2 separate regions of the Macaca mulatta genome follow, and region 1 is linked to region 2. A link is a contact called in public Hi-C data. All regions are on one chromosome and are shown on one strand. The core of a region is the stretch at or near the end of the contact, and the rest is flanking DNA. Distances in the headings are between cores, read along the strand shown.

Region 1 (4,853 bases), core at 116-2,615, 180 kb after region 2:
AAAAGCTTGAAAGTTTTGAGCGATAAGGCTTTAACAGTAGCAGGCTGTGTAAAGTGTGTATTTTGGTTTCATATTTAATGCTAACTTTCTGTTGCTCTGTCTTTAGTTGTCAATCTCCAGATTTAGATGCCGGCTTTTTAGGGCTATGGTCTTGCTTGTGGTATGTTTTGTAAACTTAATATAAAATGTGTTTTGGAAAAGAGCCTGATGACAGCTCATTGTGCTGTTAATGATTAGGGAGAAGGCCCTTTTGCAATATGAATTTGGGGTTTAGGATCCATTATACTCTCTTCAACTGTGTCTTGATATCTTTTCTTTTAATTATTATTATTATTATTATTATTATTATTTTGTTTTTTGAGATGGAGTTTCACTCTTTTCGCCCAGGCTGGAGTGCAATGGCGAGATCTCGGCTCCTTCGCAACCTTCGCCTCCCGGGTTCAAACAATTCCCCTGCCTCAGCCTCCTGAGTAGCTGGTATCACAAGCATGCACCAACACGCCCAGCTAATTTTTGTATTTTTAGTAGAGAAGGGGGTTTCACCACGTTGGCTAGGCTGGTCTTGAACTTCTGACCTCAGGTGATCTGCCCGTCTCAGTCTCCCAAAGTGTTAGGATTACAGGCGTGAGCCATCGCGCCCAGCTTCAGTGATTATCTTTTGCCACAAGCTGTAAGGGGATTCTCTTGAATTTGGAGGCAATTCCTTAATTACTTTTATTATTACTTTTATTATTTGTGGTGTTATTGTATGACCAAACAGAAATAATCTGCAGTGGTCGATAAGCTCTTCCATCCAATTTTGGGGTGAGAAGGAATGAAATATACCATAATCTTACGTTTATATTTTCAACATCATGAATTAAATTCTGTGTGTCATATTAAAACACAAGATCATAGATAGTTCTCTAGTTGAGCCTAAAATAACGATGGGTGTAAATCTTGGTTTTCCTTTCTAGTTGTGTGCAACTTTTTGGTTCAATCTAGGATTGTGTAAACTGTCAGGAATGGTGGGGAAGAGAGTGGAGGCTGTGTTGCAAATGTGTGCGTTGTGTTACTGCAAATATTACACCCGGTACAGTCTCCCATCTTGAGGTTCTAGACCCTAGTTTTCTCAAATTACCTGTGTTAATAGTGGTCCTGTTGGCTTGGTGGGAGTAAACCACTATTCTTGATGTCTTATGAGAAGGGAGTTCTTTGAAAATGTAAATTCCCAACTCCAATGATACAGATATTATGATCTCTGTATAGTCACAACAGGCTGCTGCATCGGCATTTTCTGGAAGCAGCAGAGCCTGAAACCTTGTATTCTTAGGGAAACCTCCCCTTTGTGGTTTGGGGTTGTTGGGGACCTGGCTGAGCTGTGTAATAGAATTCTTTCCTTCTGCAATATTTTGGAATGTGATGAAATCCTGACATGCCCTCCAGATTACATACTTCTGCACACATTTGAGGATTTTTGAAAAAATTCAACTTTGCCTGGGTCACTCCCTCGTTCCCTAAACTTGCAACACATCAACTGGAGATCGGAGGGACAGCAATTGTGTTTACCCTCTTCGTCCCATGGTGACTCGGCGTCATTTTCATGCGTGTTATTTATTCTGACTGCAGATGCCCGTTAAAGGATGCCCACGTTTGGGATAGTAACAAGGCAGGATAGAACAGAACAATGCAGTTCTGCCTTTGTGTTCGTCTTCCTTTCCGTCGGTCTTTGCTGAATCCCAGGGTTTGGGCATTTGTATTTGTTGAGCCACATGAGTGGAAACGTTCATTCTTCCTCTTGGCTTACCTCCTCTTTTCTGTGGGGAAAATTTACCTGATCAGCGAAGGAAAAAAGCTGTTTCTTGAGCTTTTCTCAGACTCCGTGGAGTAGGCATGATTTTCAAATAAGACTGAGATTGGAAAGTTAGGCACAGGGTATACAAGAAAAACAAAAGAGCTTTTTATGCAGCTGTTCCTTGTAAATAAATTAGAAAGTCGGTGTCAGATTTTGTTCACTATTTCTTTCTTGAATTCCTCAGGATGTAATAACCATTATGCTCTTAAAATTTGCTCTAAATCAAAATTGGTGATTTCCTTTCCATTATATTTAGGAATCTCTAGATTTGGGGTTGTTGTGTTTGGTGGCGAGGGGGTGTTCTGGAAATCATTATTATTTGTTAAAAGTTGTTTTGAATTTGAGCTTTTGGATTTCTTCATTTGGGATAGGTTCGATTTATTTCTGGCTCGGTTTGGAAGATCCGCTCTCCTAGAAACAGCTGTACTCTCTTACCCAATTCCCAAACATTCTCTGCAAATTCGGACACTTAACAAGATTGATTATGTTAACGCTAATCATTTAATACCCAAGTAGTAGAGAAATATTTGGCGGGAGGGTGGAGGTTGCAGATTCCTGGGAAATTACTTAGGGGTGAAGTGACTGGTTCTTCATCCCTGAGACCTGGTGGAGGATTAGGACAGAGGGCCCTGTTGTGCCTGTCGCGCCCCCTCACTGACCTCCAGGTTGAGAATTTTGTGACGCTGCCGGAGGGAGGCAGAGGCAGGCAGGAAGAAAACCCTGGAAACTCGCTGATCAGGGGCGAGCCTGGACCGGGTGGGCTAAGAAGTAAGCTTGCAAGTGTTTTAAAGGTTGGCTAGGGGAGGCACAATGGGATGTTTTCTTTTTAATTGGAAAATAAATGAGAATGAGTGGAAATAAATTATGTTTAATGAACTTAACTGGAAGTAATTGTTCAAGAGCCTGTGAATGCACAGCTTTGCTGGGTCAGGCCTTGGCTGCGGTCTTCACAAAGCCAAGCAGCTGGTGCACATCTTTATTTTCCAGGTTCGAATGTTCCTCTATTCCTCCATCTCAACACCTTCTTTATTTTCCAGATTCGAATGTTCCTCTATTCCTCCATCCCAACACCTCCAGCCCACCCACCACCTCTCACCCCCCAGCCCTTCCATCCTCCTTTCGAGGATTGAGAAAAGGTCTTTAGGAGTTGAACTTGGTCCTCTCGACCCTTCACGTTTGGCAGTCTGTTTGGTGTGTTACCAGCTGGGTGCTTATAATATAGAAAGGGCTACCCCCAAAAAAGGTCAAGGACTTGAAGTGATCGAGTTTGTTCTAGGTATTTGCCTGTGTGTGTGTGAGAATTTGGATGAAAACTGACTGCACGTTTCTCCTCTCCCTGCTTGCTCTGTTCAGTCATTTCCCAGCAAGGAGAATTTTAATGCCTGTGTGAATCCATGAGAAACTATGAGTCGGCAAAATTTCACAGACGGCAGGGAGAATCGTCTCTCTTCCTCCTCTTGCTGTCTAAATGGATTTGATTCCAGAGAGAGAGAGAGAGAGAGAGAGAGAGAAAGAGAAATAAAAGCCAGCCATTGATAATTTACAAAACAAATAAGCAGCACCCTTCCTGGGAGGCTCTCGGGGGTCGGAGATGCTCTGACGCTCTGACTCTGCTCTAACTCTGCAGCCTGCGGGGGTGGGCTCTGCAGCAGCCCAGCCGGAGGATGCAGGCTGTGTGCTGTGGCTGGCAGGGTGGGCTTCGCTTTTCTGCATCTCACAGGCAGATCTCTTTTCTCTTACCACCTTGTTTCTTCAAGTAAAACTCGAACCCTGTGAAACCTTCTGTCTTTTATTTATTATTTCCAACAGGCAGTGCTGTAGCTATCAATAGAAGTCTTGTCCAGGGAAACAATCCACCATTAGCTGGGAGCAAGGCCTTAGACAGAAAGGAGCAACATTCAACTAAGAAAGGACCCCGGCCACGGCGCTGGATGGGTCCTGTCTAGCTGCAAGGGGAGAGGGGCACGGGCCAGGGTAAAATGCTCTGAGGAAGCCCACCCATTTGGGGCCACGGGAGGAAGTCATGACTGCTGTTTTTTTTTCTGTGTATATATAAGAGGTTTGCAGGATGCAAAAGCAAGTGTTGGCCTGCTGGGTTGGGATGGGACTGTCCATGCAGGGCTGGGCCCAGATTGCACTGGCTGTGTCTGTCTCCTGTGACCATCCCATCAGCAGAAATAGTTCCTAACTGCTGGGGGTCATAGGTTGTTGGGGACAGGAGGGTTACCTTGGCTGAGTTGCCAAAGGGTGGTTGATAGATGAGAAACAGTCCTTCCTTCGTTGTGTCCCCAACCTGTCCTCTTCCCCAACTTGCCACAGCTTCAGTGACGTGAAATTTTTCTTAACGTTTTAGCTGTTGCCATTGGTCTTGCTGCAGCCATAGCAAACGGCGTCTGGAAAAATACATAGAGGTGGACTATAAACCCATTTTTAAATGTAAACCTGGAGTGAATAGTGTCCCTTCCTCATGCTGATTTCAGCCCCTGGGAGGGCTGGTAAGTGAAGACCCCCAAAGACCTTCCATGCCCACCGTGAGGAGGGGAAAAGGCTGACAAATGCTCCTCTGTGGCTTTAGTTTTATTGTGCGGAGCTCCTAAAGGCACTTTCTGGCCCCATTTTCCTCCTGCAGAAAGAGGGCAGCAGTAGGGGCGTATTGAAGAGGAGGGCCAAGGGAGACACCAGGGCCAGCAATGGCTCTATTTGTTTTCAGCGTCTGTTGATTAATAGGTTGCGGAGGTGAATGGCGAGCTTTCATTCCCTCTAGGTTGCCCACAGTTATAGAGGCTTGTGGGGTCGGGGTGAGAGGGGGACTAAGCAGAGGGATCTTAGAAGTGCCTTAATCAATCTTTCACTTGCCAGGTTCCAAATGAAGAACAGCATCTGGATGGGTGTGTGGGCGCTTGGCGATGAGGGTGGCATGGCCAAGTTGCAGAGGGCTATGCTTAACGGTTCTTGAAAGGTCAAAGGTCAGCCACAGGGGCTCCTCCCCCTCCCCATTCCCCCCCACTGTAGTCGATGA
Region 2 (5,166 bases), core at 1,728-4,227:
AGAGCCCATGGTGGCAAAATCCCCTGGCTCAGGCTAAAGTCAGAACTGGTCTGGTTTCCTGTGTTTTTCGAATCTCTGCCATTTGGGCAGAACTCTTGGTCCTATAAACCAGGAGTCATCAGTATCCACAGAGAAGTTGCCTCAGCACTTGGACCCAAGTCAACTGTGTTTAAAATTTCACACCAAATCTATAAATTACACATCCACATTGTGGGCCAGCCTACCTTTTTTTCAAATAGTATTCAAGGTATTTTTCAATACCTTGCTGCTTGGGTACTGCAGTGCCAATTCTGCCATTCCCTCCCCCTCCTCAATTCAGGCATCACCTGAGGGACTTGCAGAGCATCAGGGATCTCGCCCCTCTGAAATCTTGCTGGTCTACTCAAGCCTTTGTATGGCACCAAGTAACGAAATTAAATGTGGGACATGCACTATCACAGAATAACTTTTTAATTGCTTGATTAAATCAGAGATTTAAGGAAGGAAAGACTCAAAAGAGTTCCCTTTGAATGAGAAAAATAAGGATATGCCAAAATGGATAAAGTTACTAATCATCGGAACAAAGCCCTTAGTATTTACATATGATAAAAATGCAGGCCAGTATAGTAAAATCAGTAAGTACATTCTTTAAAATTTCAGTTCAGTATATTCCAGAGATTACATTATACAGGTAGTACTATAAAGGACATAGAAGACCTCATTACCCAACTTAATTCAGACGAGGGTTTCATTAAAATAGCAAAACGAAACAAAAAACTACCACACAGGACAAAGAAATTGCCATAAAATTGAGTTCCTATAAATGTGTTCCAGTTTAAGTAAGTCAGTCCCTAAAATGAGCCTTAGGAAAGTCTACGCTGCATAAAGACAGACTTGGGCACATCAAGAATACAGGTGACAATTAGCAAGTGTGTAAAGCTTGGTCATTTCACTAAATGTGTCAATCTAAAGGTAACCAAGTAAAAGACCTAAAAAAGGAAACTGTTAAATCCATTTGTACATGGATTTTTGACAGTGAAGCATTTCATTCTTCATGTTTTCACTTGGTGTCTTGAAATAATCCCCTTTCTGTCTCCACTCTCCCTCTTAGACACTGCGCCCGCCTTATTTATTTATGAAGTCTGAAGGTTAGTCCTACCTGCTGAGACTAATTAGCCCTGTGCTTTGTATCCTATGCAATCCTGTCTGATTAAATGTACACATTTGTTTTACTTCTTTTCAGGCTCCTTCTCACTCTACTTCTGATATTCTGATTAATATGAAAGTTGGGAGTTACAGTGATTCTTCTCTGCCTGCCCCCCAACCCATTTTCATTTTGCCTGCATATTCTTTAGTGTGCAAATGTGGTTGTGAATTTTTTCCAGTGCAGGGGAATTCGTTGGCCTTGTCAATCTCGGTATCATTATTTTTAGTAGTCTTCTTTCTGAGCCTTTAGCCTATAAAACAGTTTTGCTGGCACCCCAAACTCTCTAAATATTACATGGCAAATTTGCTTTCTTTTGGAAACCTTGGTGCTGATGGGCCAGCTGAAGTGCAGGTGAGCTTTTTCAGGGAAGGGTGGGATAACAGTACATCCTGGACTTAGACTAATACTGCTCCTAAGAGGCAATTTGCTAAATCCTACTGATTTATTTATTTTCTTTTTTCTCTTTTTCATGTTGCAGTGTCCAGTCTACTTCTTACTGGATATTTGCAAAAATGAATCTTCTTGCTGTATCACCCAGGCACATTGTGTTTTGGGAGGTGGGCCTTTCCTCTTTAACATAATTCCATTCCCCATTTTGTAGCAAATCAGTCTGCTCCTCCTCTAATACCTGAAAGTCAACAAATACCTGCCTCAAGCCCCAGGTTTCCCATCTTCTCCCAGAGGTCTTCTAGCATTGGTTTGGTTAGCAATTTCCTGCCAGAGCCACCTACATCTTGATTATTTTGGTCAGTCTTTCGGGGATTTCATTTCAGACCCCCTTCGAGAAACACTGTAGCCCAACTGATCCCAGGGGCTGGTGAACTTTCGGTTTTATTTTCCCTGACGGTGTTAACGCCCAAACTTTTCACCTCCGAAGTCAAAAAGGACTTTGACTCTAGCTCATTTCCTACTACCTCCAACGTCAGTTTAAAAAAAAAAAAAAAAAAAGCAAAACACCACTCTACATTTAAAAGAATCATATATTATTCCTTCAGGGTACTTTTAATGTTTCTGACATTTAATATTTGTTTTTTGCATAAAAAGTCATTTCGGCATATTCATCCTAGTGGGACTTAACATTTCATGAAATGATCCACTACTAATAAACAAAAAAGGGAGGAGGGAGGCCTCATGGGTTAATAGTTTCTTTCATTGTAGATGACCAGGAACTTTGACCAGCCCCTTCACTTCCCCAAGCTCTCTGAAAGTGGAGGGTTGATCTTTCCTTTTGACCACTTCTGTTCATCCCGCCCAAGTGTGGCTGATTTCACTGCTGAATTAACCACCAAGCACCCCCCCACCCCCGCCCCCAGCCACCACTTTCTCACAATACTACCCTTCCTTTTCCCCCTCCCTTAAGATTTATTTCTAATATTTCTAAAGTGCACTTTTTTGGGCCTCTCCCCATCCCCGCCCCCCAAGTGGGCTTTCCTTCCGCCTTCCTCGGCTCGGATTCCTGACTTGGTCGCCACCCCCTTCTCCTCCTCTCCCACCCCGCATTGTCTTTCTGAAACCGCCCCCACCCGGAGCGAGTCCCTGCACCCTCGCCCAGAATCCCGGGCTCGCACACACTCCGCGCAGGCCGCTCCCCCTGCACACTCCTCCCTCCGTCTCCCCCCGGCTTCCCCGCCCCTCTCCTCCTCCTCCTCTCCCTCCTCCCTCTCCCGGCGCCCGAAAGGATCATTGTTAGCCGCCCCCGCCCCGCCCACCCCGGCTGTTTATTTATGCACACGTCACCGGGCCGGCCCCGCCCTCCGGCATCTCATTAAGGCAGTGTGTTCCTCTCGCCCTGTCAATAATCTCCGCTCCCAGACTACTCCGTTCCTCCGGATTTCGATCCCCCTTTTTCTATCTGTCAATCAGCGCCGCCTTTGAACTGAAAAGCTCTCAGTCTAACTTCAACTCACTCAAATCCGAGCGGCACGAGCACCTCCTGTATCTTCGGCTTCCCCCCCCTTTGCTCTTTATATCTGACTTCTTGTTGTTGTTGTTTTTTTTTTTTTTTTACCCCCCTTTTTTATTTATTATTTTTTGCACATTGATCGGATCCTTGGGAACGAGAGAAAAAAGAAACCCAAACTCACGCGTGCAGAAGATCTCCCCCCCCTTCCCCTCCCCTCCTCCCTCTTTTCCCCTCCCCAGGAGAAAAAGACCCCCAAGCAGAAAAAAAGTTCACCTTGGACTCGTCTTTTTCTTGCAATATTTTTTTTGGGGGGCAAAACTTTTTGGGGGTGATTTTTTTTTTTTGGCTTTTCTTCCTCCTTCATTTTTCTTCCAAAATTGCTGCTGGTGGGTGAAAAAAAATGCCGCAGCTGAACGGCGGTGGAGGGGATGACCTAGGCGCCAACGACGAACTGATTTCCTTCAAAGACGAGGGCGAACAGGAGGAGAAGAGCTCCGAAAACTCCTCGGCAGAGAGGGATTTAGCTGATGTCAAATCGTCTCTAGTCAATGAATCAGAAACGAATCAAAACAGCTCCTCCGATTCCGAGGTAAGAAAAGCCCCTCGGGCTGGTGGGGTTTTTTATCTGTTTCCTGGGCTTGGCAAATGTTGCTGAAAGGGGAGAAATCGGGGCTGGGGGCGGCGGCGGGGCCCGGCGGGCGGCGTGTGCGTGCGATGCCACCATTGCAAAAACTTGTAACCCTGTTTTTTCTACCCCCCCCCGACCTCGCCGATTCTTTTTCTCCCTCTTCTCCCCCTTCTGCGTGGCGTTTGCCCCTCGCCCTCCCCACCTCCACCCCTCCGGGAAGGCGGAAAGACGGCCTCCGCCTCGCTCCGAAAGTTTCCGAGATAAATCCCGGGAAAGTTTGGAAGAAGGTGAGTACGCCCCGCGCGCCCCGCAGCCGCCCGGAGCCGCCCCCCGGGCCGGCCGCCCCGCGCGCCCCGGCCCCGCGCCCGGCTCGGCCCGGCCCTGCGCCGGCCCGGCCGGGGCGCCCAGCCCCTCGGGGCACTTTCTAAAAAGTTTCTCCTCGCTCTCTCCCGCTCCGCGCGGCCGCCGCCGTCCCCTCGCCGCCCCGCCATGTTAGCGGCCAAGAGGCAAGATGGAGGGCTCTTTAAGGGGCCACCGTATCCCGGCTACCCCTTCATCATGATCCCCGACCTGACGAGCCCCTACCTCCCCAACGGATCGCTCTCGCCCACCGCCCGAACCGTAAGTGCCTCCGCGCCCGGCCCCCGCCCGCTGCCCGCCCGCCCGCGCCGCCCGCCGGGCCCCGCATGCGGCCCCTGCCCTGCCCCCTCCCCGCCTCCCCCTCCCCGCCTCCTCCCCTCCCTCCCTCCCCTCCCCCGCTCGTGGCCCAGGCGGCCCGAAACTCTCCAAACTTTTCTGCCTTTTGTGGACTGGATTTGTTTGCACTTCGCCACGTTCTTGCTTTCAGTTTGCTGCCTCGTGATGTTGGGGAGACCTCTCTGTCCAAGCAGGGCTTTGTTGGTGGGGCGGGGGTGGGAAATCCGAATAACTTTTCTTTTGCGCTCTGGTTCCCCCTCCCCCTTTGGTGGTGGTGTTTGTTTCTTCACCCTGGGAAGATGACTGTGTGGCTCTTTCTTTGCTCTCTCTCCCTCTCTCTCCTTCTCTTCCTTCCCTCTTCTGTGGCGTCTTGGGCTTTCCCCGGTTAACCCCTTGGCTGCCGCTGCGGTCCCCGAGTGACTGTGCTGCGCCCGACGCGCGGGGTAGAGAGTGGGTTTCCTTCAGGCGTTGGACTTGAGAACTGGCTAGCGCGCAGCGCCGGGGGCCCTGGAGAGGCTCCTTGGCTTTCTTTTGGGCGGCTATGTATTTACCTCTCTAGTGGCAATCTCTGGCTCTCGGCCCTCCTTCCCCCTTCCCCTGGAAGGTCACACTTCCCAGATTGGTCCCACCGCAAACTTGGGGGCTCTGAGGCGTCCTTTTCTTTGGCGACCCGCAGGGCCGCGAGCGCCCTGGGCGCCGTGGCGGGCTCGGCTGCCCGGCGCGCTGGCTGCGGGCTCTCCCGGGCCGCGCAGG

Evidence for each region. Hi-C and Micro-C count contacts between places; a contact is called where the count stands out from the background.
Region 1: a contact with region 2 is called in a Hi-C map of liver, with 4 times the contacts expected there. The contact joins the enhancer-like site here to the promoter of TCF7L2 in region 2. A contact is called at or near these places in 5 of 14 Hi-C or Micro-C datasets (blood, cortical neurons, fetal cortex germinal zone and 2 more).

What each region holds. Positions count from the first base shown.
Region 1 is chr9:125,274,961-125,279,813 of T2T-MMU8v2.0, forward strand. The region is part of intron 5 of TCF7L2 (transcription factor 7 like 2); the gene reads left to right. Among named protein-coding and RNA genes, the nearest start is that of TCF7L2, 190 kb to the left of the region's middle. Within about 2 kb of position 1,366, at least 1 of the 40 cell types and tissues checked has an H3K27ac peak or open chromatin away from gene starts, as enhancers often do.
Region 2 is chr9:125,088,878-125,094,043 of T2T-MMU8v2.0, forward strand. It overlaps TCF7L2 (transcription factor 7 like 2), which reads left to right and starts at 2,978. Exons shown (of 14, transcript XM_077947535.1): 1 at 2,978-3,678; 2 at 3,938-4,004; 3 at 4,214-4,338. The coding sequence starts at 3,490.